2 separate regions of the Sus scrofa genome follow, and region 1 is linked to region 2. A link is a contact called in public Hi-C data. All regions are on one chromosome and are shown on one strand. The core of a region is the stretch at or near the end of the contact, and the rest is flanking DNA. Distances in the headings are between cores, read along the strand shown. Region 1 overlaps NXPE2 (NXPE family member 2). Region 2 holds the start of REXO2 (oligoribonuclease, mitochondrial).

Region 1 (3,851 bases), core at 744-3,243, 220 kb before region 2:
GGCCCCCTCAGGATTCCTGGAACATTCCAGCATGCTGTTGCTTCAAGTCCCTTCTTGGAAATAGTATTCCTCCCAAAATTCACATGGCTCACTTCACTCAGGTTCTAGCAACCTACCTTCAGGTTGGTGTTCAAGACAGGCCTTAGCTGACCATTCTTTTAAAATAGCATCCAGTATTACAGTCAAAATCTCTTATGTTGATGACTTCAGGTTACAAATTATTTGTTTGTTTGTTGTCCTTCTACCCATTCGAATGTTGAATTCTCAACACCTGGAGCTCTGTCTGGAGTATAGAAGGTGCTAACTATTTATAAATTGAATGAATGGTGAAAATGCTCAGTGGGTTAAGGATCCAGCGTTGCCGTGAGCTGTGGTGTAGGTTGCAGATGCGGCTCGGATCCCGTGTTGCTGTGGCTCTGGCGTAGGCTGGTGGCTACAGCTCCGATTAGACTCCTAGCCTGGGAACCCCCATATACTGCAGGAGCGGCCCTAGAAAAGGCAGAAAGACAAAAAAAAAAAAAATACCTTTTTGTAAATTTGACAGATGAAAAATTATTAAAAAAAAACCCAATAGTAAGTCTCCATCTTCATCTGTCAAATTTACAAAATAAAGATTTGACAGATGAAGATGGAGACTTACTATTGGGTTTTTTTTTAATAATTTTTTTAAATAATTTTTTTATGGCTGCACTCAATGGCTTATGGAAGGTTCTGGGCCAGGTATCGAACCCAAGCCACAGCTGGTCACCTACATCACAGCTGTAGCAATACCAGATCCTTTAACCCACTGTGCCAGGCTGGAGATTGAACCCAGGCCTCTGCAGCAACCCAAGTCACTGCAGTTGGATTCTTAACCCACTGTGCCACAGCGGGAACTCTGATTTAAATATTGTTTTTAATTGCATTTATTTTAATACTAGTGTGTTCCAACTTTATTTTCCTTCAAACACCTATTTTACTGATAATATTCTCTCCTGTATGGTCTATTTCCTTTGTTCGGTCTTTTTTCTTCCAATGTTTTTTAATTTCTTGGTTAATGTTAGTTATTCATATAATAAACATCTTAACATGTAGACTCTCAATTTTGCAGAAAATATTTTTATTAGTTCATGTCCTGACATTTTTAGAAGTATTTAATGTTTATAGTTAAAGCACTGATAAATTACTTTGTAACATACCTCTATTGTTTCTAATCTTAGACTGTTTTCCACATTTTCATTTTCTAAATATTCAATTCTATTTTTTTAAACAAGAATATGTTCATTTAGTGGATAAAAATATCCTATCAGTAGAGCACAAAAAAATTTTTTGGCTGCACCCTTGGCATGTGGAAGCTCCTGGGCCATGGATTGAACTCATGCCATGGCAGCAACAACACCAGATCCTTAACATGCTGAGTCACCAGGGAACTCCTGAGCACAAAATTTTGAGAAAATGTTCTATAAAAGCACTATTGGAAAATCATGAAAAATAGGTCACTTCAAATTATAAACAAGTATGTTTTGTAATAAGTTTATCAGTACAAATGGAAGAGAAAATCAACTATTATGGAAAAATCTAGTCAGCCAAACTAGATCACTTAGACTACCTAAATTCATTCTAATTAGATTTAGTACAATTAACAGAATAGTTACAAGTTTTGAATTTTTTTCTACCTTTTATCACACTATTGTCATTCTTTTTTATTACCATACATAATCATAATTTCACTATCTGGTACATAATCAATTCCAAAATTTTTTTATCTTAAATAGAATAACTGTCTTATTACTTCTTGTTAAGATTATAACACTTTTAAATTAATAAATTAAACTACATAATGGTTTGATCAATATCTATCCCTGGCATTTTTTTTTTTTTTTTTTTTTTTTAGTAACTGGGTTGCCAGTGCACTTGATGAACTGAGTAACTTCAGGGCTAATGGAGCAGATGTGGCCAGAGCAGTCACGAAATTGACTGTTGGCAAGTACTCAAAGGTCAACCCAATAACATGGTCATTGAGCCAGCTGGGAGGATCCAGGAGTGAGACATCTGGTTGCCACAGTAGACTACCCATGTAACTCAGGATTACCAGGTCCATTTTGTACTGACTCAGGCTGCTCAAAAATTGTAGAAGCTGCCTCAGGCCTCACCTCCCCAATCAGCCTTTGGGCACCTCTGAAGTGGCTGGAAAGCCAGAAATGGGTTTTGAGGTAAACTAGTCTAAAACCTAAACTTTGAATTAGCCTGTGTACATGAATTTATGCTTCATTCTGTGTGTATAAACTAAGGGAACTAAATGCTTTAAACTATTGGGAAATTCAACCAGCGAGCACATCTGCCATGTATTCAAACTGTTGATTGTACATATATATCAAAAGTATTGGAGTTCCCATTGTGGCACAGTGGAAACAAACCCGACTAGGAACCATGAGGTTGCAGGTTTGATCCCTGGCCTTGCTCAGTGGGTTGAGGATCCAACATTGCCGTGAGCTGTGGTGTAGGTCGAAGACGTGGTTCAAATCCTCAGTTGCTATGGCTGTGGCGTAGGCTGGCAGCTACAGCTCCGATTAGACCCCTGGCCTGGGAACCTCCATATGCCGTGAGTGCAGCCCTGACAAAAGACAAAAGACAAAAAAAAAAAAAAAAAAGGTATTAAAATAATAGATTTAGAAAACAACCAAGTTATCTGTGAAATTAATCAGAGAGTTCTACTCCCAAACATGAAGTCATGCCATATTATTATTGGTTTTCTACTCCTGACTATACATACTCAGATTTACTCTTTGTTTTCTCTCCACTCCCCTTCTCTCTCCTCCCTTCCTCCTTCATTTGTCTTTTTTCCTTCCCTCCCTTCCCTCTTCCATAAAATACATAGCAAGTCCATGCTATGCACCCCATATTGTGTTAGCTGTGGAGACATAAACAAGAGACACCCCATCTCTTAATGGCAATAATATGTTCTAAGTTGGCAGACTTACATGGAAAATTAGGAAACAAGATAAGGAATCATGATAGTATTATTTAATATTAATAATAAGCAAATATTTTCTATGTGTTGATGCTCTTCTAACCACTTTAATAGTATTTTCTAATGTATCCTTACAACAGCCCTATGAAACTAGTAGAATTGCTTCCCCTCTTCAGAAAGTGAAACTGAGGTCCAGAGAAACTTAAATAACTTGGCCCGGGGTGCAGAGCTCATAAGTGGTGGGAAGTGTGAGTCAAAAGCTGGGAGGCTGATTCCAGAACCTGTAGTCTTAACCACTAAATTGCACTACACACGAGAGAAACTCTTTAGTTGACAAGCAGGAAATAAATTAAACCACTTAGCTGCTTTATTTTTACTATAAACATTTTAAAAGAAAATATGTATTTTGTGTCTTCCACATGAGTATAATTTTGACCGAGCTTAGTAGCAAATGTTTCATCTTCATTATGTGGTTACTATGGGTTGTACTACTGAGGTTTAGTTTATACTGATCTTTGAATCTATGGGATCTAGTTCTGCTTGAAAATATGCTCCAAATTTTGACTGCAGGACCAGAAAGTGTTTTGGCTACACGAGAGATTGATCAAATAAAGCTTCAAAATAAAAGTATTTTCAAATGGGTTTGGCATGAGTTCCTGCTGGCTCAGCAGGTTAAGGATCTGGCATTATCACTGCTGTGGCTCAGGTCACTGTGGTTGAGGGTTTGATCCCTGGCCTGGGAACTCTTCTGCATGCCAAAGGTGTGGCCAAAGAAGAAAAATAAATGGGTTTGGTAAAGGATATGTGTGCAGTGAAGATAAATTTCATGTTTAAGCAATGGTAGAGTGTTCCCTTAAGAGAAGATGCTTAATATTGCACAACTATCATTTCCATGGCAATT
Region 2 (3,756 bases), core at 20-2,519:
AGAAAATATGTAACACACAAAAAAACCATCTTGTTGGTCTACCGTACCCAAGTTTATTTAACAGGAAACCCTTCAAGCATACTCAAATTATATCCCAGAGCCAGGAAAGAAGAGACAATAACACTCCCTGGCCAAGTACTTAAGGCGCTCAATATGAGTTTTTGGTCCAACAGACATTTACCAAGGGCCTGCTACATGTCCGGCATCACAGTTCTACTCTGGGGCAGATGCAAAGCAAGCAAAATTGAGTGCTGACAGCATCCAATTTTGGAAGAGTTGGATAACTAACATCACTACATCTTTGTACAGAGTTTACAAAGTTTTTATATTAATTACGTCACTTGGTCTTCATCACAATTTTGCATTATTATCCCCATTTCACATAGGAGAAAACTGAGGCTCAAGGGAAGGAGAGAGTCCTTGGTTGAGTATGGAAAACCTAAAAGGATAAGAACTAGGTTGGAGTCCCAACTCAGATCCTCACTAACAGCACGACCTTGAATGAGCTGAATCCTTTCTCTCTCTGGGCCTCAGTTTTCTCATTTATGGAATATGGGGTAAGGCTGAGTCATCTCCGGAGTCCCGTCTAGCTCTAACAACCTAAGGTCCCGGGAGGCTGGGAAGTCGGGTCTGGCAGAGCCGCATTGCCCACCTCCACCCCTGGGACCCCGAGCCCAAAGGGCCCCAAGCGTTAGGGAGGTCCACATCTGGGAGGAATTGAGGGGTTGGGGAAGCCATATGGATGACTCCTCCCTTTGGAAAAGAAAGCCTACAGTCGGGCACAGTCCCCCAAACCCACAGGACTCTTGCCCCGCGCCCTGCCCCGCGCCGCCCACAACCGAGCGGCGCTCACCTGCCACACCTGAGATCCAAACACCGCCGCTCTCCCCGGACAGGCTCGGCTACTTGATGCCACGCGCGAAACCTCACTCGCCTTCCCTCACCCCCCAACCGACCTGACTCACCTCCAGGTCCACCCAGACCATCCGCTGAGCCATGCTCTCCCCCGCCGCCATGGCTGCGCCACCTTCGCGGACACCCCGCGCCCCGAACTGCCTGCGAGTCCCACCCACACCTCGCAACAGCCTGCAACCCAGGGAGCCGCCTAGCATCACCCGGCACGAGCCGCCACGGCCCCAGCCTCTCAGCCGGCGCTGGCGCAGGCGCGATAGTCGCTAAACGTCGCAAACCCGCGGGGAAGCGCCGGAGCAAAAACCACTAGTCCCAGCATCCAATGCGCCGGCTCGCCATGAACAGTCGGACTTAGTTGCCGAATGGCGTGATGGGACTTAGAGTCTTGCCTGGTGTTGCGACCAATTTCCCCGCCCCCGCCACGTGTTTTCGGGTGTTACTGGACGCGCCTGTTTTTCCGAACTAAGTTTATTCCTTTTGAAGAGTTATTTCCTGAATTTGGATTAGTTGCAAGCCGCCTAGCTGAGAAAAAACTCTCTTAGTTCGTTTGGTAAAAAAGACTTGTTACCTATTTTTTATTTTTTTCAAATATATTTTTCTTTTTTTACTCTTTTTAACCTCCTTTTTACTTACCTGCTGCTCCGCTCCACACACTGGGTATTTTTCTCCTTTACATGAGACAGCAGGGCGATATGCTCTTTTTTAGGCCGGAAGGCCAATTCTACTATCATCAAATCTTTTGGAAACCTTTAAAAGATCTTATCTGAGAGGTAACTTAGCACTTGTTAGGTGCTGAATAAAAGTCTTCTTCGTCGGCAAAGGATTTACTCCTTATTGCTTACTGAGGGATGTCCCGTGGGCTGTGTTTCAGTTCAGCTGTTCGATGTTAGTGGTAATGACTTCCTACTTCACCCTGACACGTTCACAAAGTTGAATCTTCTCCTTGTATAACAAATCTATGCAGCAAGTTAAAGTGAACTAAAAAGAGCTCTGCCCACTCTTCAATCTGCTTTGGTTTTGATCAAAGTATTTTTAATCTCCTCCAATAACACCGGTAGTTTCCATTCCCACCAACAGGATCTTTTGACCCTGGAGTGTCAAATAGCATGAGTCTCTAAAATCTTTGGCTATTCAGTATCAAGTTTGGGCTTTGAGTATGACTTTGTCACAAGCATTGCACTCAACCTGGAACTGTATTCTGGGTATTTTTCTGAAAGCCATATTGCCTCTAATTGAGCTGGTGGTCCATCGCATGTAATTCAAACCTGGTGAGCTGGTTTTTTGAGAGAGAAACTTTGTTGCCTAATAAGAGCATTAAGGATAATACAGAGTCCTGGATTTCACCTTCAATATCTCTGCCAGGTCACAGAGAAAATCCCTTTGAAGTGTCATCCAATGAATGGTGTGTAAATGTATACATATGAGCACAGTGTGTATATATTCTGAGTTGCCTGATGAGTCACATTGTTTGCCATAGCTTTTTACTGACTTGCTACTTTATAAGAAATGGTCTACATTTCTTTAGTTTTTTCCCTGGTTTTAAACCTGATTCATATAAATTAGAATCCACTGAAGTATATAAGCTTTTATCAGTTGCACTTTTTATTCTCCTGAAGTGTCATTATTTGTTCATATTTTCAAAGAACACCCTTTGTTTTTCAAAGATACTACTGGAACACTAAGCAGTTTTATTACAAATTATAATTTATGAAATGCTATTTACATTTAAGAAGGTGTATCCTGAAAACTTATGATCATAATTTTAAAATATTGAGTAGTAAATGTTGTGTGGATGGTTTTGAAACTTTGGTTTTCATAGCAATGTACTTTCATTATAACAATAAAAACACATTTTAGATGAATGGTATTATAATGTAAGAAGCTGTATAGTCTATTGGGTTTTGTGTGTAATAACATTCAATTGAAAATCTTAAAGGTTAATGTCCCAAAGCAGAAAGATGTATGCACCAAATTCACAAATCCAAACCATGTAAATAAAGAGAGGGCAGACACAAAATATGGGCCCTTGGATTTCCTTTTGGGCACAGCAGGTAAAGGATCCAGTGTTGTCACCGTTGTGGCTCGGGTTCGATTCCTGCCTGGGAACTTCTACATGCCACAGGTACAGCCAAAAATATATACATGTATTGGGCCCTATAATCTTAAAGCAGCCTTGTCCCACAGTGACTCAATCATTGTGTTCCCTTTTCCTTTCTTAACATTATGTATCTCAAAGTCACAACACTGTGCTCAGAACTTTGCTTTTTCAATTCTGTTGTTAATCTTTAAGAACTGCTTTTGTTAATTAATCACAAAGGATAAGTGCCAAGAAATCTTGTCCTCTAAAATCACAGACTATGGGGAACTTTGCTGTTGGAAGTCATTTCAGAGAGAGTATAACAGCTCCTCTTAAAGTATCTGGGCCACCTGGGTCACTTTGACACAGAGAAGTTGCCTCAACGACCAGCCCAGGGGCAGAGATTCAGATAAGAGGTTTCCAGACACAGCATTCCACATTTATCTTAACTTTGTAGTTTCTAAGGCAACAGGACTGAGTCAGCTTTTCCACGTTGCTGGTAGTCAGACTGAAATGTTTCTGGTCCCTCTGGGTTTAAGGTCATAAGAGTAGGAGTGGGCATAGCAGTTCTGCCAGACCTCACATACCCAGCCTCAAGAGATCCTAGGTTGTTCGAGCTAGATGGGACTTTGAAGGTGACTCGACCCCCTACATTGCACAAATGTGAAAACTGAGGCCCAGAGAGAGAGAGAGAAAGGATTTAGCTCACTCAAGCTCATCCTGTTAGTAAGGATCTGGATTGGGACTAAATCCCAGTTCTGATCAGT

What was found. Hi-C and Micro-C count contacts between places; a contact is called where the count stands out from the background.
Region 1: a Hi-C map of subcutaneous adipose tissue shows a contact between it and region 2, with 1.8 times the contacts expected there. The contact joins the enhancer-like site here to the promoter of REXO2 in region 2. A contact is called at or near these places in 1 of 5 promoter capture datasets (liver) and 3 of 47 Hi-C or Micro-C datasets (embryonic fibroblasts, liver and subcutaneous adipose tissue).

Annotation. Positions count from the first base shown.
Region 1 is chr9:42,198,048-42,201,898 of Sscrofa11.1, reverse strand. The region is part of intron 4 of NXPE2 (NXPE family member 2); the gene reads right to left. It also overlaps the pseudogene LOC100524035. Among named protein-coding and RNA genes, the nearest start is that of NXPE2, 26 kb to the right of the region's middle. Within about 2 kb of position 1,993, at least 6 of the 83 cell types and tissues checked have an H3K27ac peak or open chromatin away from gene starts, as enhancers often do. A contact at or near this core is called in subcutaneous adipose tissue, where this site is marked.
Region 2 is chr9:41,975,482-41,979,237 of Sscrofa11.1, reverse strand. It overlaps REXO2 (oligoribonuclease, mitochondrial), which reads right to left and starts at 1,269. Exons shown (of 7, transcript XM_003129878.3): 1 at 966-1,269. The coding sequence starts at 1,112.